Regions from separate parts of the Gossypium arboreum genome. Here all the other regions are linked to region 2. The links are chromatin contacts, called in public Hi-C maps. All regions are on one chromosome and are shown on one strand. Each heading gives the region's core, a stretch centred on a gene start, on an enhancer-like site or on the middle of the called end of the contact. The rest is flanking DNA. Distances are from core to core; before and after follow the strand shown.

Region 1 (3,355 bases), core at 13-2,512, 160 kb before region 2:
TAACTATATGTATTCCAAAACTTCATCCAATTCCGAGCTTGTTATTAGATCTTAGAACTCCCTCAGTTTACTGAAAGCACATCTGACATAAATTTCCAAGTTATATTTAATTCATGAAATAGTCTATTAAACTAAAAGGCTGAGTGAAAAAGGATTTATATTCAAATGTTCTATCTGTCTCGGACCCGATTCCTAAGAACCTCTCCTCTATACCCTTAATAAAAAAAAATTAATGCATGAAACTTATTCTTAGATTCAGCAAAGCAGGCTATCACTGAATTCGGTTTGGGTTGAATTATATATGAATATCCTTAATTTGCTTTGAGATCAAGAGCCAAAGAAAAGGAAACAATGCACGACAGCTGTCAAGCTTCTAGAAGAGTGCGGCCATCAGATGACCCACAGGAAAATTCTAGCCATTGAATTAGTGGGGTGGGCAAATTAATGGCTTATAGAACCAAGGCCGAGTGGAGGAGCATCACTCTAAATACTACCAGTTACCAAAGTGAGAAACACTAGTCTGCAAATACAATTAAGATAATTGATATAATTTAATTTAAATTAAAGCATTGAGTAAATAGATTTCCGGACATTTAGAATTAATTAGGAAAAAAGTAAGAACAAACAGCAAACACAACCTTAACTAAATTCTGGCATCAACTAATTAACAGAATACGAAGAAACAAAAGAATGGGTACACGTATACATTCATATACGTACCATTGAGTGTACATATCGAGGACGACGGTTTTATCCCCCGCGGCGTTAACGATGGGCCAGAAGGTGTCCTTTGTAACCTCCGTCACCTGCCCTACAGTTGCTCCCGCTGTCTCCAGGCTCGACCTCACCTTTCCGACAACGCCTTTCCTTCTATTGTTCTTAGCGCTCGAAATAGAGTTAACGGTCTTTAACGATGACGATTCTAACGCGACGAAGGAATTCGAAGTGGAAGGAACTCTATGGGAGGAAGCGATCGGGTGTGCCGCTGTGCATGACAGTGACGGCGAAGAACGAAGTGTTGACGGAGGATAGACGGAGGATTGGAGGAGCGACATTTTTGAGAAAATAAAATTTAGGGGAAAAAAGAACGAAAAATAATGAAATCAATTAGTTGGACTTGCTGTGGGAAAACAAGAGAGTGACTAAATTTTATTATAGAAAAATTGGGAGATGGTTTCCATATAAGCACTATTTTACCCTTGCGGATCATGAGGGTTAGAGGAATGTAAGAGGACATTTCGGTCAGCTGGAGGAGTTTTTCTGAGAATAATGAGAGGTTCAGGATTAGGTACATTGAAAGAGGGGAAGATTTCATTTTTGGGATTTGAAAAGACGATACTAGACTTGGGATATTTGATGACAACTTCTTGAACGGTGCATGGGTAGGGGTGTTTTTGTCCCTTAACTGATTTTATGGGCCCAAAGCTTACTTCTGCCACATAAATGATAAATGTGATATCAGAAAATGAATAAATAATAAGGAGGAGGATGTACCCAAACAAGAATAGTCTTTCAAGAAAAAATAAAAAATTGTTCCCAAAGGATATGCCTATACGTGTCAAACAGAGTAATCCCCAAATAACTATCTAAATAACTAAATGGCACATTATTTATTTTGAATTGGTAAATAATTAACTTTTTTTCTACTTAACTTGATTCACAAATTTGACATAAATGAGTTTGGATTTTCATATTCCAAGTTAAGCAGCCCAAAGTTAGATAAAATTTATGAGGGCACAAGTACACTTGCTCATGGGTCGGGCTATTCGGCCCGGCCTGAAAGCCATCTCGAAATATGAAAAGGTTTGAGTAAAAATATAAACTTGAAAAATGGGTTTGGACAAAAAAATGAGGCCCATTTAAAAAATAGGCTGGGCCTCGGGTAAGGTATTTTTGGCTCGGGTCCGACCTGGCCCGGCCCAAATTCACTAAATGACACAAAAATTCTGCTTTTTTTTTGTTTTTGAATGTTATTTTCTTGTTGTTTTCTCATTATTTTGCTACCATATTACTATTAGTTGCTCCTATTTTGTTGTTATTATTTGGATATTGTATAAAACTTATTTTATTATTAATTTTATTATTATTTTAAAGGCATTTGTTAATTTTATTATTATTTTAGAGGTATTTTCTTGTTAAATTGCATCTATCTTAGTGCTATTTAAGTCTACATATTTTTAAAATTTATTTTCAATTTGTTGGAAAATATTAATTTTGATTTTTTAGTTTTTGATGTATTATATATATTTAAAAATTATATAAAATAATATAAAATAAATACTACCGGCCTGTGTTTTAGTATTTTTATTTGGGTTGGGCTTGGGCAAAATTTTAGGCCCATTTTTGGGCTGGCCTACTCAAGCCCAATGAATGGGCCTAAATTTTTAGTTGAGCCCAGCCCGAACCCAACTAGCCCGGCCCATGAGAACCTCTAGGCACAAGTAATTAACAACGCAGTCGCCAGCTATTATAATAAGAAAACAACATTCGCCTTAACAAATAGAGGTAATTCTAGAAAAATGTTGAAGAGTCTCATGCTTGAGCAAAAATGTCTTAAAGGTATTCTTTCAAACTATATTAACTATTTCACACACTATATTCTCCCTTGTTTCCATCTTTCATCTTCCCTCGTCATTGCTCTTTTTGTTGGATTTGGGTTTTTTATTCGGGGTAAGGTTCCATATTTTTCAATTTCTTTTGCTCCGTTTTCTTATATCTTTAATAGTTGGAAATAATCGTGGAAGAGAGGTTGAAACCTCTAAAGTAGTTGAGAGGAAGATGAGGAAGCCTCCAAGGTTGAAGAGGGAACCCTTGGTGGTTGGCACATTTAAATGCTCCACCACCGAAAGGGAAGTAAGGTGATTGCTTCGCTGTCATGGAGTTTTAATCAACCATCACAAGTATGATTTCAACCTCCCGAAGGGGTCTTATCCCCTAAGTGTCATTTATGAGCCTAAACATGGTGGCGAAGGTTAGGTTTCTTTTTGCCTCTTTATGTGTTGGAGGTGAGGTTAGGTTTCATCTTCCCCCCAACTGTTCGTAAGCGAGCTATTGAACTACTTCAGGCTTGCCCTAAAACAACTGGTTGGCGCCTATTGTGGATCATAATACGAGGATTCATCATCTTATGTCACGAGTAGAGAATATGGTCATAGTTAAGGGTGTTTCAAAACATGTTCTAATTGAATGAGGGAACGAATGCCACCCATTTGGGTTTGTTGTACTTCTGTAAACGTCAGGGGAACCATCTGGTAGGGAATTTGCTCTGCGGGATGATCGATAACATGAGCCTTGATTTCCACAAATACATACTCATGGAATTGAAGTCTGGCAACATGTTCGACTTTCTTAATTG
Region 2 (3,724 bases), core at 605-3,104:
ATTTCAATGAAACAAAAAGAAAAAAAAAAAAGGAGAATCTTCAACTAGAATCATTGGAATAACCTAGAATCCGCTACAGTATACCGAGATTACCACTTAAGAAAAAGCAGGCAAGATTATGAAAATGAACAGCATAACTGCCTTGTATCAGCTAACCATGAAGACATATCGACAAGTGAAATCATTATTCTAACTTATCAGAATTCATTAAACAAGGAACTATGGAAATATAAAGGATATTAACACAATTAGCTAGGGAATAAAACCTAAACCATCATTAGATTTGTTGCAAGGACTAAATTTTTCAAGAAAATAAAATTACATAGGCTTATAAGAACTAGGGAATTAAGATAATATAAAGCTCAGACATAAAAAACACTTTCTCAAGAAATGGAAATGACCATACTTCAATCATGTGTAAGAACAACATTTTCAAAGACAAGAATAAGGACAGAAGTACGTCAAATGCAAGGAAACCACGTAAAAGTTACTAGAAATTCATGGGACACACAGCTAAATAAGTAATAGGGAGAATTTTAATAAAATCAAGTTGACATGAACATGAAGCTTAGCCTAGATGGTTCATACTTTGTATTCAATGGGTTTGGGATTCAAATCCCAGAATCTGCATCCCCTTCCTACGCTACGAGCTCTTTTGTACCATAAAAAGAAAAAAAAAATCAAAAGTTAACACCAACTTACATAGTACCTATCTTATTTATACGATAGTATAGAAAAAAGTAATTATGTTAATTTATGCTACTGTGGACTCTTTTTTATTATTTTTTTTTCAAGAAAGTAGTTGTGTCTAACAAGACCACAAATTAGTTAATCAATATCATCTTCCAAATATATGGAAAAACTTGAATTTTTTAATATACATGTCCTAGATAGATACAGTACTAAGAATAGCCCTAAGTCTGGTAAAATTGATGCTTACCAGCATTTCTAAAAAATAAGAAAAGAAATTGCTTGTAATAAATGCAACCTAAACAAAAGAAAACAGAAAATTGAGATGATTAAAGTAAAAGAATATCATTTTATTTTTGTATATATGCGATCAAATACTTGTGTTTATGTCTTAGAATTGAGCTATTCTATTTTTCACTTATAATCAAATATGTACTCATACTAATTAAGCAAACCCTTCTAGAAATAAAAATTAAGCCGTCCCTAGCCTGTGAAGGAAAACAAACGAAAAGCAAAAAAAGATAAAAAGTTTTAAGTAGAATAAACCTGAGAAATGAAGAGGGAACCCTTAGGATCAAAAGCGGTGCAATCACGGGGGATCTCGAACAAGGACAAGGAGAACTGCTTATCAACAACGCCGACATCGAAGTTGATCAAACCGGAGGTTGGATCATCGACGCGAATGTTAATGACAGGAAACCATAAGAAGAGTTCCTGTTGGGAGACACCAGACAAATTAGCGATCTTGCCGAAAGACAAGACACCGGAGATGTTGAAATCGTAATGGAGCTGGATCTCGAATTCGGAGTTGCAGGGTTGGGTTAGGTTGACGTGGAAACGGTTGGTGTTGGGGTCAATTGAGAAATCAGAAATCCCCTTAGGGAGGAGACCTATAGGGAGGCCGTTGTGTTTCAAGTGGTCGTATATTGAAGAAGGGGGTGAGTGTGCAGTGAGAAAGAAAGTCAGAAAAAGGGCGGGAAAGAGAGAGAGAATTGGAATTCTCATGTTTAGGCTTTAATTTCTCTCTACTTTTTCCCAAATGAAACAACTTCCTGTCTTCGATTGATTTTAAGGTTGGAGAAAGCAGAAAGAAAAACGGGAACCAGAACAGGGAACGGTTATTTTCTAAGGGTTTGGATTTTTCCACCACTTTCCTCTACACGCGCTTAATATTTTATTAATTAATAATAACAAATATAATAGGTATAATATTAAAATTTAAATACATAAATATATTAAAAATTAAATGAGTAAAAATTTTTATTATGATATTGAGTTAATTTGTGACACTAACTCAATCAACAACATTATTAATATACATATAATTGACAAAGGTAAAATAAAAACATATAAAAATATTAAAATGAAACTTTAATTAAGTGTTAAATTTAAAATTTTATTAATCCAATTAATATACAAATATAAATTATTTTAATATTGAAAATGAAAGTGACTGTTAAACTCATTTGTAATGATAATGCTCTTTCCATACTTGTAAATGATTGCAAGTTTCTAATGCTTAACTTCACCTCCGCCTCACTCAAGCATATATTCAAGGAGGAAAATCAGGTTAGCTCGCTTAGGGAGCAATTTTCCATAGGATAACTCTACCACCTTTTCTACTAGGAATCTTTTGTTTATTTGTAGACGCACTGTTGAAATTGGATGCATATAGTCCCCAACCTTATTTTGATTAATGATATCTACTCTATTTTTATTAAAAAAATACATAATAATATTTCTATATTTTTTTATTCAAGTTGATGTCCTATTAACTCGTGTCACCAACTCGAACTTAAATAATAATATCAATTATATAAAGGGGTGTTCCAACTTTTTCATCCCTTTATATAAATTTTATAATATAAAAAAATAATTTGAAGTTAAGTAAAATATACCAAAAATAAAATTTGAACTTGAACCATCAAGCACTTTAATTCTTTAACTTTATCATTTTAACCAAAGTCTCTTTGTTATCTTATATGAACTTTTGGAATAAAATATGTTTCTCACCCGCATCAAGTTTTATGTATCTATACTATATATTAAAGGTTGATTGAGTTGTTGTCACCCTTCAACTGAGTTTTAACTCAATTAAGAAATTATCAAAAACTCATTTATTTTACAAAGAAACAAATTGAGGGTATTTATATATTATTATATTTTAATAAATTTAGAAAATGCATACACATAATGAGAATACTCCGTTTGATTTTTGAAAATATTTTTTCATTTTCAGTTTTCATTTTTATTTTCACAAAGCAGTTTTCATTTTCCATTTTCTTAAACTATAAAATAGTTTTCAATAATGAAAATGTTTGATAAATATTTTCTACAATAGAAACATAAAATAAAATAAATAATTTTTACATTCATATTAGTTTGAAATAGGATACCAAAATTAATATTTGAAAAATTATTGAAAAAAGAGAGTATTTTATGTTTATATGAGGTTGAATTAAGCTCAATTCATTTGAAGTTAAAACTTTTATCTTCATCATTTCACTTTTACAAAGCATTCTTAGTGGAAACAATGAAAGCAACTTTTATTGTTTTTTCTATATTTTATTTTTAAAAATAATTTTAAAATTTTCAACAAAACATGTTTTATTCAATATTTTTCATTTTTAAGAAAAAGAAAATGACATTTGTTTCCCAAAACCAAATAGGATATATTTAGTTTTGGGAAATAATGGTCGTTTTCATTTTATTTTCTTAGAAAAATGGGAAATAATAAAGAAAAGGTTAAAAATTTTTAAAAAAGAAGATTTTGAAAAAGAAAATAAAAATATGTGAAAAATTAGAGAATAAAAACATATTTTCATTGTTTTCGACAAAAATGTTCTAGGAAAACTAAAAAAAAAGTTAAAACAAAGGATTCTAAGCTTCATTTTATGCATTAAAATTATCCAAGTTTGTCCTTTTAGAAACTAACTTTTATTTTATAACCTTTAAACCTTTCTTATTTAATTACGTTTTAGTTTTCCATATTTCAGTTATTTTTATTAATATTTATAATTATTTTATATCTTAA
Region 3 (3,374 bases), core at 109-2,608, 180 kb after region 2:
CCTTGGTTCGAGTCTATATGAATGTAGGAAATTTTTTTATTTTATTTCTATTATAGGAAAATAGGTACCAAACATGTTATCATATTTTCATTATTTAAAACAATTTTTATTTCTTGTTTTCAATATTTAAAAATAGAAAATGAAAATTAGAAAATAAAATGAATATATTTTCATGACGGAGCTTAGGTTTTTTTTCCTTCTCTCCCTAAAGACAGCTTTAATTTTTCATATTACCATTTTATATCTGTATTTTATTATGAATTATCTTGTACTGCTTGTTTTCTATTTTTACACAAATATAGATTGATTTTGTGTACATGTGTTTTTTAATTAAATCCAATAATAAGTTTGTTCTTTAAGAAAATTAACATCAGTTCATCAATGTTTTTGGTGATAGAAATTTTTATGCATACAGTTGTTAATTTGAATTGCTTCTTAATTTTTTTCATTTACATATTTAGTTACTTTAGATTGGTTCAAGGTAACAGAAAAGTTAATTGTTCCCAGATTTTAAGATAGCGGGAAAGCATGGGCCTGTAATACTCTACCTCTTTTTTCAGGCCCATGTAGGTGTTGCTCTATTGAATGCAGTGCCTCCAACTAAAAGTGAGAGCTCATCGGGAACATCTAAAGATGAAAATACGAAGTCATTGAAGTCGAAATCTAAGCCCACTGTAGAAGCAACGGGCAATTCAGAAGCCTCTTCAAAAGGAAAGGTAGTCCCCAGATCAGAATCTAGCAACAATGCAACCAGTAACCGGCATCTTAATGCTGCAGAGAAGCATCGACAGAAGCTGAAGAAGATGATGGATGAGCTGAATGAGGAGGGTGATGGTCGCTCTGCTCCTATTGTCAAACTGGGGGATGCCTCAATGGCATCACCATTTACTGCAAAGCATGCATCAGTTGCCCCAACCACTGACATAATTCGTCAAGGACGCAGTACCCTTGTGACTACCCTTCAAATGTTCAAGATACTCGGCCTTAACTGCCTTGCTACAGCCTATGTTTTAAGTGTGATGTACTTGGATGGTGTCAAGCTGGGTGATGTTCAGGCAACTATTAGTGGTGTATTTACAGCTGCTTTTTTCCTGTTTATCTCACACGCTCGCCCACTACCCACCCTTTCAGCTGCACGGCCCCACCCGAATATTTTCTGCTCCTATGTCTTCCTTTCTCTCATGGGACAGTTTGCTATGCACCTGTTATTCTTGATCTCTTCTGTGAAAGAGGCTGAGAAACACATGCCTGAGGAATGCATTGAGCCAGAATCAGAGTTTCACCCTAATCTAGTGAACACAGTTTCATACATGGTGAGCATGATGCTTCAGGTAGCAACATTTGCAGTGAACTACATGGGTCATCCTTTCAACCAGAGCATCCCTGAAAACAAACCATTCTTGTATGCTCTTGGAGCTGCTGCTGGTTTCTTTGTGGTTATAACTTCTGATATATTTAGGGATTTGAATGATTGGTTGAGCTTGGTTCCTTTGCCTGTGGGATTGAGGGATAAGCTCTTGATATGGGCTCTACTAATGTTTCTGTGCTGCTATGCTTGGGAGAGGTTGTTAAGATGGGCATTCCCTGGTAAAATCCCTGCTTGGAGGAAGCGCCAACGTGTGGCTGCTGCTAGTTCTGAGAAGAAGCTGGTCTAAGTGAACAGAGAATTCTCCCTCTGCTAATGATTTTGGAAAAGGCTGACACCGGTCAGATTATTATATTTAGTGAATTAGCTCAAAGATATGCAACTCTTTTTTTATTTATTTGATATTTGTTAAATCATGTTTTGCTTACTCCTTTAGGACGTGGAATCTGTCAAATGGTATTTTGCTCATAGAATGAGGGGGTTATTCTTTACGAAAGCATAAACTTTGATTTTGTTATTTTTGCAAAGCCGACTTGAAAGAATAGTTGTTTCAACACTTAAAAGAAAAACAAATTGTAGTTGAGCTCATAAGCCATATTTTGATTAGATTTATTGAATTATAGCAAGTCGGATACAGAAAATAATTTATCTTATTGATGTGTTGCATCCAATTTCTTAGGATAATGTTTTCTTCTGCTGTCAGGTCAATCTCATCCTCATGTGAAATGTATGAAGAGCAAAATTTTATAGTGTCTACTGATATGTTATTGTTGTCTAATAATGCATCATCATAGGTAAATTGAGAGAAGAAAGATCATTATTGTTTGGAATGATGATTTTGTATATGTATATATATATATATTTTAGCTTAATCTTCTGCGGAAAGGGATGATTTATGCTTTTATGGTGTTATTTGTCCACATTATTCTAAATCAAATTTGTTTTATTTTTTTTGGCCAGACATTTGTTCTAGTCACCTGCATTGCTTGATATTCATATATTTATTTCTATCTATACTATTATTTAAATTGTATCTTGAATTAATCGGGCATTACTTTAGTTAAGAAAATATTAAACTATCTTTTGTATTTAAAATTGGTTATATCATTTAAGGTTGGATTAATTTTGTTTTTTTTTAAAAGAAAAATGCATATGACGAGATTTCAACTTCTAACAGATCGAAAATGCTTTGAATTTAAGGTTTAACTAAAGTTTTATTTTAATATTTTTTACATTTTAATTTTATTTTGCACATTTTATAACATCCATTAATTATATCTGTATATTATTATTTAGATCCCTAATTGAATTTTATATAATAATTCATTTGGACATTAACTCGGTTAGAGAAGTTATTAAAATATTTTTCTTATTCAAAATAAGTTTTATTATTCAAAGTTACTTTAATCTTTTTATTGAAAATAATATAAAAATATACATGTGGAATTTGGATTCATGCCAATCACATTAAAAATTCTTGAATGAGTCGGTGTTATGAGTCAATTAGGCACTAACTTCATTAGAAAATTATTCAAATATTATTTTGTATTTAAATAAATTATGTTATTTGAGATTACTTTATTTTTTGTAAAATTGTAAAAGGTGGCATTTGACCCATACTAATTGCATTAAAAACTTAAAATTTACTACTCAATCAAAATTTATTTTAATATTTTTATACATTTTAATTTAATTTTATTATGTACATTTTATTACTTCCATCAATTGTAAATATTAATAATATTGTTTATTGAGTTGGTGTCACATTAACTCAACACCAACTAAAGATGAATGACAACACCATGATAAACAATTGTATTAGTTTAGTATTATTAATTTGATGTATTTATATGTTTAAGTTTGTTTTACTCAAAATTTAATCTATTTTTCTATTATAATATTGTACATATTTGTTGTGTTATTATTAATTAGTTTCAAACTATACGTCTCATTATTTATTGTGTGTTACTTTTAAACACACCTCTATGTTCTGAATACGTGGTTTTTA

What was found. Hi-C and Micro-C count contacts between places; a contact is called where the count stands out from the background.
Region 1: a Hi-C map of leaf shows a contact between it and region 2, with 3 times the contacts expected there. The contact joins the promoter of LOC108461264 here to the promoter of LOC108464023 in region 2. A contact is called at or near these places in 2 of 5 Hi-C or Micro-C datasets (both in leaf).
Region 3: a contact with region 2 is called in a Hi-C map of leaf, with 2.6 times the contacts expected there. The contact joins the enhancer-like site here to the promoter of LOC108464023 in region 2. A contact is called at or near these places in 2 of 5 Hi-C or Micro-C datasets (both in leaf).

Annotation. Positions count from the first base shown.
Region 1 is chr13:95,327,425-95,330,779 of ASM2569848v2, forward strand. LOC108461264 (thioredoxin F-type, chloroplastic-like) reads right to left here and starts at 1,263. Exons shown (of 3, transcript XM_017761054.2): 1 at 721-1,263. The coding sequence starts at 1,055.
Region 2 is chr13:95,485,886-95,489,609 of ASM2569848v2, forward strand. It overlaps LOC108464023, which reads right to left and starts at 1,855. Exons shown (of 4, transcript XR_008277328.1): 1 at 1,237-1,855; 2 at 589-652.
Region 3 is chr13:95,664,548-95,667,921 of ASM2569848v2, forward strand. LOC108456752 (probable manganese-transporting ATPase PDR2) reads left to right here. Exons shown (of 22, transcript XM_053023717.1): 22 at 561-2,010. The coding sequence ends at 1,655. Among protein-coding and RNA genes, the nearest start is that of LOC108456752, 12 kb to the left of the region's middle. Within about 2 kb of position 1,359, at least 1 of the 2 cell types and tissues checked has an H3K27ac peak or open chromatin away from gene starts, as enhancers often do. A contact at or near this core is called in leaf, where this site is marked.